Regions from separate parts of the Mus musculus genome. Here region 1 is linked to region 2. The links are chromatin contacts, called in public HiChIP or PLAC-seq maps. All regions are on one chromosome and are shown on one strand. Each heading gives the region's core, a stretch centred on a gene start, on an enhancer-like site or on the middle of the called end of the contact. The rest is flanking DNA. Distances are from core to core; before and after follow the strand shown. Region 1 has its middle 51 kb from the start of Saysd1. Region 2 has its middle 24 kb from the start of D14Ertd670e.

The links. HiChIP or PLAC-seq counts read pairs in DNA pulled down with a chosen protein or histone mark.
Region 1: a contact with region 2 is called in an H3K27ac HiChIP or PLAC-seq map of embryonic stem cells, with 9 read pairs. The contact joins two enhancer-like sites. A contact is called at or near these places in 3 of 484 Hi-C or Micro-C datasets (the HPC-7 cell line, bone marrow-derived macrophages and embryonic stem cells) and 6 of 115 datasets of contacts at active chromatin or transcription factors (SST interneurons and embryonic stem cells).

Annotation. Positions count from the first base shown.
Region 1 is chr14:20,028,720-20,034,668 of GRCm38.p6, reverse strand. No RefSeq gene overlaps it. Among named protein-coding and RNA genes, the nearest start is that of Saysd1, 51 kb to the left of the region's middle. Within about 2 kb of position 1,833, at least 25 of the 459 cell types and tissues checked have an H3K27ac peak or open chromatin away from gene starts, as enhancers often do. A contact at or near this core is called in embryonic stem cells, where this site is marked.
Region 2 is chr14:19,859,417-19,865,495 of GRCm38.p6, reverse strand. No RefSeq gene overlaps it. Among named protein-coding and RNA genes, the nearest start is that of D14Ertd670e, 24 kb to the right of the region's middle. Within about 2 kb of position 4,210, at least 19 of the 459 cell types and tissues checked have an H3K27ac peak or open chromatin away from gene starts, as enhancers often do. A contact at or near this core is called in embryonic stem cells, where this site is marked.

The DNA of each region.
Region 1 (5,949 bases), core at 584-3,083, 170 kb before region 2:
TAACTTTAGAAGAATTTTTAAAACAGCAAGTTGCCATTTGCTGTGTCTCACACAGCATTTTAAACCTTGTCAGGGCAGGAATTATCTAGAGTCAGTGGTGGGATGGGTGTATCTTACCCCTTTAGCACTGTCCTAACCCCAGGTACACAGTGACTAACGCATGCCCACATCTGACCAATGCCTTCATCACTTCTACCATGCCCCCTAACCTCACTTTCTTCTCTATATTCAGCTAGGCTTCTGCCTTGAAAATTTAATACATGGTTGACCCAGAAGTGGCCCTTTAGCTTTAATGCTCTGCCCTGTCTGTAATACTCTGCACCATTAACCACAGATGCCTCTCTCCCGTCCTCTTTCCTCTGTTGCCCTCTGTCTCCTCTCCTTTCTCACCTCTGTCCTCTCTCCCACATCTGGCCTACCCCACCCACCTTGCTGCAGCTCTGCTGTTTACAGGGCTCCTCCATTCAGATCCTGGCAAGCGACCTGCTTATGCCATGTATACCTCCTCCTCCTCCTCTTCCTCCTCCTCCTCCTCTTCCTCCTCCTCCTCCTCCTCCTCCTCCTCCTCCTCTTCCTTCTCCTCCTCTTCCTCCTTCTCCACCATCCCAACTCCAACTCTCTCCTGGTTCTTTAGTGATTTTCGAGGCTCCTTTCCATTAAGTGCCCGTTGTCCTCTGATCCCCATCCTGGGCTCAGGATTCCACTTTCCATTTCTTACTTTCTCCTTTGGGCCCTCATCTAAATTCATATCTTAAACTTTCCAGAAACTCCACCCCAGCTTTCCCCCAAAGTCCACACATTCTGAGACATCTCCACCAACATGTCCAACAGAAACCCTGAACTCAACACAGCCAAATTTAACAACCTCTCACCTCAGAACAGAAATACTCTTTTTAAAGGACACCAGCCTGCTTGAGCAAGAAGCTGCAGTGTCACTCTGGAACCTTCTTACATTGGTATTTTGTGCTAGCTACTCTTGTTGACATGGTTCCCTACAAATGAGCTCTCCATTAAGGAGATAAACTGCAAGCTACAGTCTTGTACATGCACGCACGCATACACGCATGCACACACACACGAAAACCCCGCTATTAGTCTTTTAAAAAGTAAAAGAGAGGACCCTCGAGTGGTGAAACTGGATAACCCTGGCGAACATTATGCTAAACGGGATGTGCTGGACAGCAAAGGACAAATACTGCAGGACAGTGGTTATTGTTACATTGCACACTGGCAATTCACAAGGGAATAAACAAGATAGTACTTTCTCTACACATAGAAAAGTGTAAAGGGATGAAATGAAAGGAACAATAATTTGCATGACTTAGTAATTATTTCACTATGTGCATGTATCTATGCAGTAAAACATCACATTATGTACCTTAGATATATGCAACTATTTATACACATCTAATACTGCTTTGGATTCTTTTAGACATTCTAAGACCAGAAATACTTCCTGCATGATTTGAATTATTTCCCAAATACTCACCATGACTTCTGAATCATGTTATGTGGTTGTCCTGTTCTCTGTCCCCTCTGTTCCTCCTCCTCCCCTCTCCTGCCCCCCTCTGCTCCTCCCCCGCCCCCTCTGCTCCTCCCCCGCCCCCTCTGCTCCTCCTCCTCCCCCTCTGTTCCTCCCCCTCTGTTCCTCCTCCTCTGTTCCTCCTCCTCCCCTCACCTGCCCCTATCTGTTCCTCCTCCTTTCCTCTCTGCTCCTCCCCCTCCCCCTCAGCTCCTCCCCCTCCCCCTCTGCTCCTCCTCCTCCTCCTCCTCCATCACTATGTACTCCAGGCTGGCCTCTGACTCACAGATACCTGCCTGCCTGCCAATCACAGATACCTGCCTGCCTGCCAAGTGCTGAGGGTAAAGGCTTGTGGCCCCGCACCCCACCTTCACCCTGTTCTCCTAATGTTTGGCTTCAGGTTGTTTCCAATTTGCTATTAAGTGTTACAAATAGCAAATTACTACTGTGTGCGTGTCTTATAATCAATCTGTCAAAGTGTGATTATCTTAAGGTGCTCAGTACACTTTGTCAGAATGCCTTCCTTCCAGGAAGCTTTTGCCAGTTGAGACGGAGAAGGCTTCCTCGTTGGACTTTGCCAACACTCAGGAGTTACTGTCTGTCAGGCTGTCAGACAGCGAGAATTGTAGATTTATAATAGCTCTTACTGCCATTTTTATTGTCTTTTACTGTGTGTGTGCGCGCGCGCGCGCGTGTGTGTGTTTGTGTTTGTGTGTGTGCACACACTCGCGTGAGCGCATGTGTGTGTAACAGTATATGCATGTGTGGGCATGCTCATCCACATAGGTCTCTGTGGAAGCCTGGCCTTGACGTTAGGATAGCAGTTGCTTCTATGGCATTGTTATTTAGACAGGGTCTTTCAGAAGACTTGGGGCTTGCCATTTTCAGCCAGGCTAGCTAGCCAAGAGGCCACTGTGATCTACTTGGCTCTGAGCCCCGCCCCACTCACATCCCCCACTCCCCGGCTGGGTTACAGGTGTATCACGTGCCCAGCTATCACTGTGCTGGGCTCCAGTGTGAGTGCTAGGGACCCGAACTCAGGCCCCAACACTTGCTTAGGAAGCCTGTTACCACTAAGCTATTTCCCCAGACCCTGCCCTATAAACAAGATGGAAGCCTTCAATATTTTGAAATGGCCATTTATAAATTGCCTTCTTTTTTATAAGTTGCTTGTTTATGCACTTTGAGATTCTAGTTTTTAGAAGATATAGTCTACATTGTTTATAGTGATTTGCATAAGTTATTGGGTATCACCACTTTTATTTATATCTTATATTTTCTTGGCTTCCTGTTGCATGTTTAATGTTATTATTTTCTTTATAAATATAGGGATTTTACTGTTTGTATAATAATCCAATATTTTTCCTTATAATTTTTCTATTGACTTTTAACCTTAGAAAGGGCTTCTTTTTCCATAAAACAAATATTAGCCATCTTCTGCATTTTCATGCTTTGATGTACTTTTATTTAATGTTTTAATCTTCTTGAATTTATTTTGGCATATCATGTGAAGTAAAGTTCTGAATATTTTTCTCTTAAGATTTAAGCAGTTATATAAACATGACTCTTGCTAACATTATAATGTTTTATGCTTAATTGCATTTCAAGACAAAATTGCTAATAGGAAGTCAGGATAATGTCTAATGATTAAATTAAACCTCTTCTTAATGTAATTTAAAATGCAAGGGAAGGATCTGATATCCCAAGAGTAGGGGCAGAGTGGGGTCATATGTGACGGAGACCGTGGAGCCAAGCTGAATTCCACTTTGGGAGAATATCTTCAGCTGATGAAAATAAAATGCACATGTCTTATGGGTGTTCTCAGGCCCAGATGCAAGGATTGATTAGCAATGCCTGGATAGGACATCAGTACTCCCATTTCTAAGGGGTCTATAATACAGAAAAACAAGAGTAATAAAGAACAGGTGGGTGAGGTACAGGTGAGGTAGTATTTTAATTTGTATCACTTCATACCTAAACGAACCTTAACCCTGACCCCATATTAAGCAGTGACTTCCATCTCCACACAATGCTAAAGACTGCAGGCTCTCTCTCTCTCTCTCCTTCTCTCTCTCTCTCTCTCTCTCTCTCTCTCTCTCTCTCTCTCTCTCTCTCTCCTTTCTTTTTCAGGTTTTTAAAATTAAATTATTTTATTTATTTACATTCCAAATGTTGCCCTGCTTCCAGAGTTCTTCACCCCCTTTCCTCCCCTTTTTCCTCTGAGAGGGTGCTCCCCCCACCCAGCCACCTCCCTCTCCCACCCTCCCCACCTCCCCCTGCCCCTCCAGCATCCCACTTCCCTGAGGCATCAAGTGTCTACAGGATTAGGTGCATCCTCTCCCACTGAGACCAGACAAGGCAATCCTCTGCTATATATGTGCAGGGGCCATGTATGCTCTTTGGTTGGTGGCTTTGTCTCTGGGAGCTCTCAGAGCTCCAGGTTAGTTGACACTTTTGGTCTTCCTATGGGGTTGCCATCCCCTTCAGCTCCTTCAGCCCTTCCCTTAACTCTTCCACAGGCGTCCCTGACCTCTGTCCAGTACTTGGCCATACGTATCTGCATCTGTCTCAGCCAGCTGCTGGTAGAGTCTCTCAGAGGACAGCCATGCTAGGCTCCTGTCTACAAGCAAGACATAGCATCAGTAATAGTGTCAGGGTTTAGTACATGCCTATGGGATGGAAACCAAGTTGGACCAGTGACTGGATGGCCTTTCCTTCAGTCTCTGCTCCAATTTTGTCCCTGAATTTCTTGTAGTTAGGAACAATTCTGGGTCAAAAAATTTAAAGGTAGGTGTGTGGTACCATCCCTCCATTGGGGGCCCTGTCTATCTACTGGAGGTTGTCTCCTCAGGTTCCCTCTTCCCACTGTTGAGCATCTCTGCTAAAACAACCCAGATGTCCCTCAAGTGAAGAATGGATACAGAAAATGTTCATTTACACAATGGAATACTGTTCAGCTATTAAAAACGAGGACAGCATGAATTTTGCAGGCAAACGTATGAAACTAGAAAATATCATCCTTAGTAAGGTAACCCAGATCCAAAAGGACATGTGTGGTGTGTACTCACTGATAAGTGGATATTAGTCAAAAAGTACAGAATACCCGGGATACAACTCACAGATCATATGAAGTTTAACAATAATGAATGCCCAAGCAAAGATGCTCCAATCCCACTTGGAAAGAAGAACAAAATAATCATGGGAAGCAGAGGGAAGGAGGGAGGGACCTGGATGAGAGAGGGGACGGGGAGGGGAGGGCAGGGCAGGGTCAGGTATGGGAGGGAGACAGAAGAGAAGCTCAGATGGCCAGGACAAAGAATGGAAATATGCAGCTGTGGGGGCGGGGGAGCTCTAGAAAGACCCAGAGACCTGTGTTGTGAAAGGCTCCAGGGGTGACTTTTGTTTTGTTTTGAGCTAGGATTTTTCTGTGTTAACAGCTCTGGTTGTCCCTTTGTAGAACAGGCTGGCCTCAAACTTACAGAGATCCTCCTTCCTGCTTCTGCCTCTTGCCTGCACGACCATGCCTGGCAACTGAAGGATCTCTTTATGAATATAATCAGCACACATTTCTCTGCAAAAAAAACCAAAAAAAACAAAAAACCAACCAACCAACCAAACAAACAAACAAACAAAACAACCAAAATACAAAAACCCTAGTCTTTCTTTCTTTTTTTTAATTTAAAAAAATTTTTTTATTACGTATTTTTCTCAATTACATTTCCAATGCTATCCCAAAAGTCCCACATACCCTCCCCCTCACTCCCCTACCCACCCATTCCCACTTTTTGGCCCTGGCGTTCCCCTGTACTGGGGCATATAAAGTTTGCGTGTCCAATGGGCCTCTCTTTCCAGTGATGGCCGACTAGGCCATCTTTTGATACATATGCAGCTAGAGTCAAGAGCTCAGGGGTACTGGTTAGTTCATATTGTTGTTCCACCTATAGGGTTGCAGATCTCTTTAGCTCCTTGGATACTTTCTCTAGCTCCTCCATTGGGGGCCCTGTGATCCATCCAATAGCTGACTGTGAGCATCCACTTCTGTGTTTGCTAGACCCCGGCCTAGTCTCACAAGAGACAGCTATATCAGGGTCCTTTCAGCAAACGCTTGCTAGTGTATGCAATGGTGTCATCGTTTGGAAGCTAATTATGGGATGGATCCCTGGATATAGCAGTCTCTAGATGGTCCATCCTTTTGTCTCAGCTCAAAACTTTGTCTCTGTAACTCCTTCCATGGGTGATTGTTTCTGATTCTAAGAAGGGGCAAAGTGTCCACACTTTGGTCTTCGTTCTTCTTCAGTTTCATGTGTTTTGCAAATTGTATCTTATATCTCAGGTATACTAAGTTTCTGGGCTAATATCCACTTATCAGTGAGTACATATTGTTCGAGTTCCTTTGTGATTGTGTTACCTCACCCAGGATGATGCTC
Region 2 (6,079 bases), core at 2,961-5,460:
TACCTAATAAAAATATTAAAACAAAAAACAAAAAACAAAAAACAAAAACACAGAATGTGATGGTTTGAATACGTATGGCCTCCAAAGACTGATGTGTTTTAAGGCTTGGCCCTCAAGGAGTGGCACTTTTAGGAGGTGTGGCCTTGTTACAGTAGGTGTGGCTTTGTTGGAGGAAGTGTGTCCCTATGGAGGTGGGCTTTTGTTGCCAGCAGCTCACAACGTGAACGATTCGACTGATATGGCTACTCGAGCTGTAAGAGAGGAATCTAGACGGGGCGAAAGAAGGAACAGAGCTAAGACAAATTCATTCTGATCAAAGCTCAAATTTTATTGTTGCGACACTAGTTATGAAGGAAGGGGGAGGGGACCCGATTCCCACTGAATAATCTCTGGTCCAGTAGAAAGGTGAGCACGTGTGTGGCTCTGAACAGCAAAGCGGCAGGTTCCAGCAGTGGGCGAGGCAGAACGAATGAGCAGGAAGCTCCACCCCTGAGCAAGCAGGTTTCAGGCTGGAGGAGGGGAGACTACAGGCTTTGAGGTCTTCTATGCTCAAGCTATGCCCAGTCTGGCACAGAGTCCCCATCTGCATCCTGAAGATGAAGATGTAGAACCCTCAGCTCCTTCTCCAGCACCATGTCTTCCTGGATGCTACCATGGTTCCTGCCATGATGATAATGGACTAAACCTCTGACCCTGTAAGCCAGCCCCAATTAAAGGGTTTCCTTTATAAGATGGTGTCACTTCACAGTAATAAAACCCCAAGACAGAAGTCAGGACCAGGAACTAGGGTATTGCTGTGATAGGCCTGGCCCTGCCTTTGTTTGGAGGCATGTGGATTTTGAGATTTTGGACTTGGAAAGCAGTGCAATATTTTAAGCCCTGCTTAACAGGCCATACTAGTAGAAACATGGAAGAAAGTGGTGCCGAGGGTGACTTGAACTGTGGGGGCCTGGCTCAAGATGTTTCAGAGGTTTTAGAATGTTGCCTAGAGATCATTCTTGTGATATTTTGTTGAAGATGTAACTGAATGAAATGGCTATGTTCCAGCCCCAGCATGTAGCAGAATTTGGCAGCTTCAGCCATGTGGTTCTTGCTTGAGAGTCAAGGATAGAAGAAAGGGGTTATGGAATCTCCTTCTGAAACTAAGGAGAGTCACCAAGGCCAGGCATGTGGCAGAGTTATCCCTGTATGGAGTGAAGCTGTGAAGGTGAAGCCTGGATTGCCTTGGAGACCCCAGGAGGTTAGAGATGCCAGAGCTGTGGGAAACCTGCCAAGGAAAGCTGCTCACAGGGAGTGGAACCAGGAAGGAGAAAGAAGTGTTTTAGGCAACAAAGCTGAAAGGAGTTGGAGATCTGAAGAGCACTTTGACATCAGCCATGGAGATGCAGAGTTGGGAGTTTGCCCAGCCGGTGTTTAGTCTTGCCTTTGTCCAGTGTTTCCTCACTGTGTCCCTTTCCCTACAGCTGGAACGGTGATGTATAACCTGTGCCATTATATGTTTGACGTATGTGATCTGGTTTTTTTTAATTTTGATTTTATAGGGGATTACAGTTAAGAGATGAATGAATCTCAAAAGAGACTTAGAACTTTGGACTTTTAAACATTGTTGAAACTGTGATAGACTATGGGCACTTTTGAAGTTGGACTAAATGCAATTTGCATTATGTTGTAGCTACAAGCCAATGGGGATCAGGGAGTGAAATATGGTGGTTTGAATAGGTATGGTTCCCAGAGACTTGTGTGTTTGAATGCTAGGAATAGGGAGTGGCACTATTAGGAGGTGTGGCCTTGTTGGAGTAGGTGTCACATTGTAGGAGAAAGTATGTCACTGCTGGGGAGGGCTTTTGAAGTCTCCTATACTCAAGCCATGCCTATTGTGGCACACAGTCTTCTTCTGTATCCTATGGGTCAAGATGTTGAACTCTAAGTTCCACTTAGCACCTTGTCTGCCTGGATGCTGCCATGTTTCCCACCATGATGATAATGGACTCATAACCTGAAACTGTAAGCCAGGCCCAATGAAGTGTTCTCCTTTATAAGAGTTTTCATGGTCATGGTGTCTCTTCACAGCAATAAAACCCAAACTAAGACACAGGATCTTACTATATAGCACTGGCTGAGCTAGAACTCATTATGTAGACCTGGCTGGCCTGAACTGGCCTGAGTGCTGGGATTAAAGGCATGCACCATTAGGCCCAGCTAGAAGAGAAGATGATTAAGAGAGAAAGGGGTAATGTGTTGGACTGTCTTCTAGGATGCTGTTAAAGGCTTTCTTGGAAAACATCTCTGATTTCAAGTTCATAATTAAGCAGGAAATTAAGGGATAATTTTCTGTGCAAAACAACAACAACAACAACAAAATCATGGCTGACATAAGAGTTGAAAGAACACATATCAAAGATTTTGTTTAACTCATTATTAATAAGTAAATTAAGCAGATGTCATAATGAGCTCAAAAATGGAAGTCAGAGGCAGAGACATTTATAGATTTGGAATACTGATGAATCTGCAAAGGGAAGCAAAACTGGCTTTGTTCATAAAGGGGACACAACTAGGCGAGCTTCTTCAGGCAGAATTCAGTTGTACAGCTCAAGTAAGAACCATTTCACCTTGTTATCAGTGGCCTACGTCAGAAGCTAGCAAAGAGCTTAAGGGCAAGCAAGGTATAGAGTTCCTCCAATAAGAGCTAATCAGTCTGGGAGCCATGTGTGTACTGCCCATGGCCCCATGGGTCACATGCAGCCAAGGAGAGTGACGGATAAGGCTCAACACAAAATGACGAAATGATAAACTCACTTTAAGCCTTATAAGGGCTTTTATGGTTTACTCGTTTATCTGTAACCAGACTGCATAGTTCTGTGTGATGTTTATAATTGACTTTGGGGTGTCACCATCAAAAGGTTAGGCACTCTTGCCTAGCCCGTTTTGTACTAAAACCTAGGATTTCCCCTCCAGTTATAAACCAGAGGTAAGGCAGAGGGGCTGGTATACATTTTATCTTAAGATCTTCTTGTTCCATTCTAATCCATAGCTCCTATCTTGGTTCTTATACACGGGCATTTTGGGGGTTTTCCCTCTAACTCTTGATACTAAATATTAGCATGGATTAAGTGCCTACTTGAAGATTTTAATATGAAATACCCCAACAGGCTCATGGTTGAACAGTTGGTCCCTAATTAGTAACACCATTTTGGAAGGCTGTGGAAACTTTGGCGGGCCTGGGAAGTAGGTCACTGAGAGACTGTCTTTGAAGGCTATACCTGTTTCTGCCTAGACTGACTTTCTGCTTCCTGTCCACCAAGAAGCAAGAAACTGCCTGAACATGCTTCCACTAGCTGGCCACAGAACCAACCTAGCATACTGTGGGCTCAATTTTCTGCAACCATGAGCAGAAATAGGTCCTTCCTGTTTTCCGCTGTTTCTGTCAGGTACTTTGCCAGGGTGAAAGTTTCTAACGTATCTGTACTCCTTCACAGAGCCCCAATGGGTAATATTCCCTTTCAGTGTGATATACAAGCTAGAAAAGTTGAGTCACTTGTACAAAAACCTCCATTGCCTCAATCAGTGCCTCAAACAGCATCTTCTCTCCTCCCTTAGTTCTGTACCAGGACACCAGAGGGCATGCTACACCCCAAGCACATCCTACAGTAGATATTCATGCCAGGGGAGCAGTTAACTCTGCTTTCTCTGAGAATCACGTTTCTATTAATCCCGACCTGGGTCCCAGTTTTTATGTACTCATATATTATACACATGAGTGTTTTGCCTACATGTATGAATATGAATCATGTGTGTGCAGTGTTTGCAGAGGCCAGAAAGGGGTGTCAGATCTCCCTGGAACTGGAGTTACAAAGGGGTTGGGAGCCGTCACGTGGGTGCTGGGAGCTGAACCCTAGATCTTCTGCAGAAGCACTGAGTCATCTCTCCGTTCCTCAGTCCCAGTCCTTAAAAGCTATCTCTGCTCAGCCAATACACAATGGCACCTTAAAGAGTCTTTTTTTTTCTTTTTGATCGTTTGTTTTGTTCTTTGAGACATAGTCTTGTGGTAGATAGTCCTGGGGCTCATTATATTGGATGTTAATTCCGTTCTCCTGTGAGTGGTTGTGAACAAGGAATGAGTCACCACTCAGGTGATTTCCTGTAGACCTGCTTCCCACCTTAATTTGTAAAATAAAGGAGAGCTGATGATTGGGCAGATAAAAGGGAAGGTGGAACAGAAGGTAGGGGAGGGAAGAAGGGGAAAATGGAAGAGGGAGAGGGTGTAGAGGAGGAAGAAGACTAAGAAAAGCAGAGCAGAAGCACATGGCCTGGAGAAACTGCAAGTTCTAAGTTCAAGTTCTGATAAGATGGAATGAAAGACCCACAATGTGAGGGCTCCCCCACATTCTGACTCAGGAGAGGCGACACCCCAAAATCACCCACAAGAAACGGGTCTTGCTGCAAATTGCAAGAGGATTTTTATTCAAGAGCGCTCTCGGGCCCATGGTCATACACCACACAGGGTAGAGGACCTTGGCGCTCCGAGTAGCTGGGTAAGGGGGTATTTAAAGGAAGAAACCAGAAACTCAAGGAAGTGGGGAGGGCGTTGTTGGAAGATACCAAAGATACCAGTTAAGAGTCACAAGGAAGTGTAAAGTTACAAGAGTCACAAGGAATACCTGGTAATTGTTAACTCTCAAGACAGCTTCTAAGAGCCCCTAACAATAGAACATTTGCATTGCAGGTTCTGGTAATGGCCAGGGTGACTTTCTTTGAATGAGCACTCTTTGAACCCAGGAAGCAGGTGGGTAGAGGAATGTCGCTATCTCTTTTATGATTAGCATACCTTTACAAAGGCCACATTCCCAAGCCTGGGCCTAAAGGCCTAGAATTCTGTTTTTACGTTGTTATACTTTCAGGAGAAGATGGTAGTGTAGCGGTAGATCTGCCCAATCTAGGCGCATGGCTTGTATTCATATTAACTGAGTTGTGTTGTCATTGCCGGGGCATATTTGGGAGGAGATTTACCACAACATAGTCTCTCTACACAGTACTAACTGTCCTGGAACTTACAATGTAGACCAGGCTGGCCTCCAACTCACAGAGATCCATCTGCCTCTCTTTCTGGAGTGCTCAAAGAAATGTGGTGGTGGTAGTGGTGGTGTGTGTGTGGGGGGGTGTAGTTTGTTTGATTAATTTTTGTTTGTTTGTTTTTAATTTTCTTGTTTGGGGTTTTGTTTGTTTTTGAGGTGACTATCTCTACATGGGCCCAGGAAGCAAATATTTATCCAAGTATTCCTGAAGAGAAACACAGACACTGCAGATGAAGTTCGAAGGTTGGGCTAAGTGTTGGTTTAGATCAGGGGTTAACAAACCAAAGCCATAGCCAAGTTCACCTGGTGTTTGTAGTATAATGATTAAAATTCTCAAAAGAGCAGGGCACTGGTGGTATACACCTTTAATCCCAGCACCCAAGGGGGCAGAGGTACTCTGAGTTTGAGGCCAGCCTGGTCTACAGAGTAAGTTCTAGGCCAGCCAAGGCTACACAGAGAAACTCTGTATACAACAATAGCAACAACAGTGATAGATAGATAGATAGATAGATAGATAGATAGATAGATAGATAGATAGATTTTATTAAAAATATGTATCAAGGGCTGGAGAGATGGCTCAGCCGTTAAAGGCTAGGCTCACAACCAAAAATATGTATCAAAAGAGAAGTTTTGACATGGAAATTACTTAGCACTCAAATTGCAGTTTCTGTATTTTCCTTGGATGGTTTCATCCATCAGTGTGACATTCTTGCTCCCTGTCTTCAAGCTGCAAGAAAGGCAAAGTCTAGAGAACAACAGCTTCTTCACAGCTCCCAGCCAGCACTGACTTTCTACTTGGGAATAATTTCTCAGAAAGCTTAGATAGCTCTGACGAACCTAAACACTGCACATCCTAAATCCCACAGATTTTTGAATTATGTAATGGGAATGAGGCTTGGAACCCGGAGCTTGAATAGCACTTTGGAAGGCTCTCCACTGGGCTTCCTGCACTTGGCACCTCCGCAAATTTGTGGCTGTTCTGGTTTGTGTCCTGTGTAAGTCTGCTT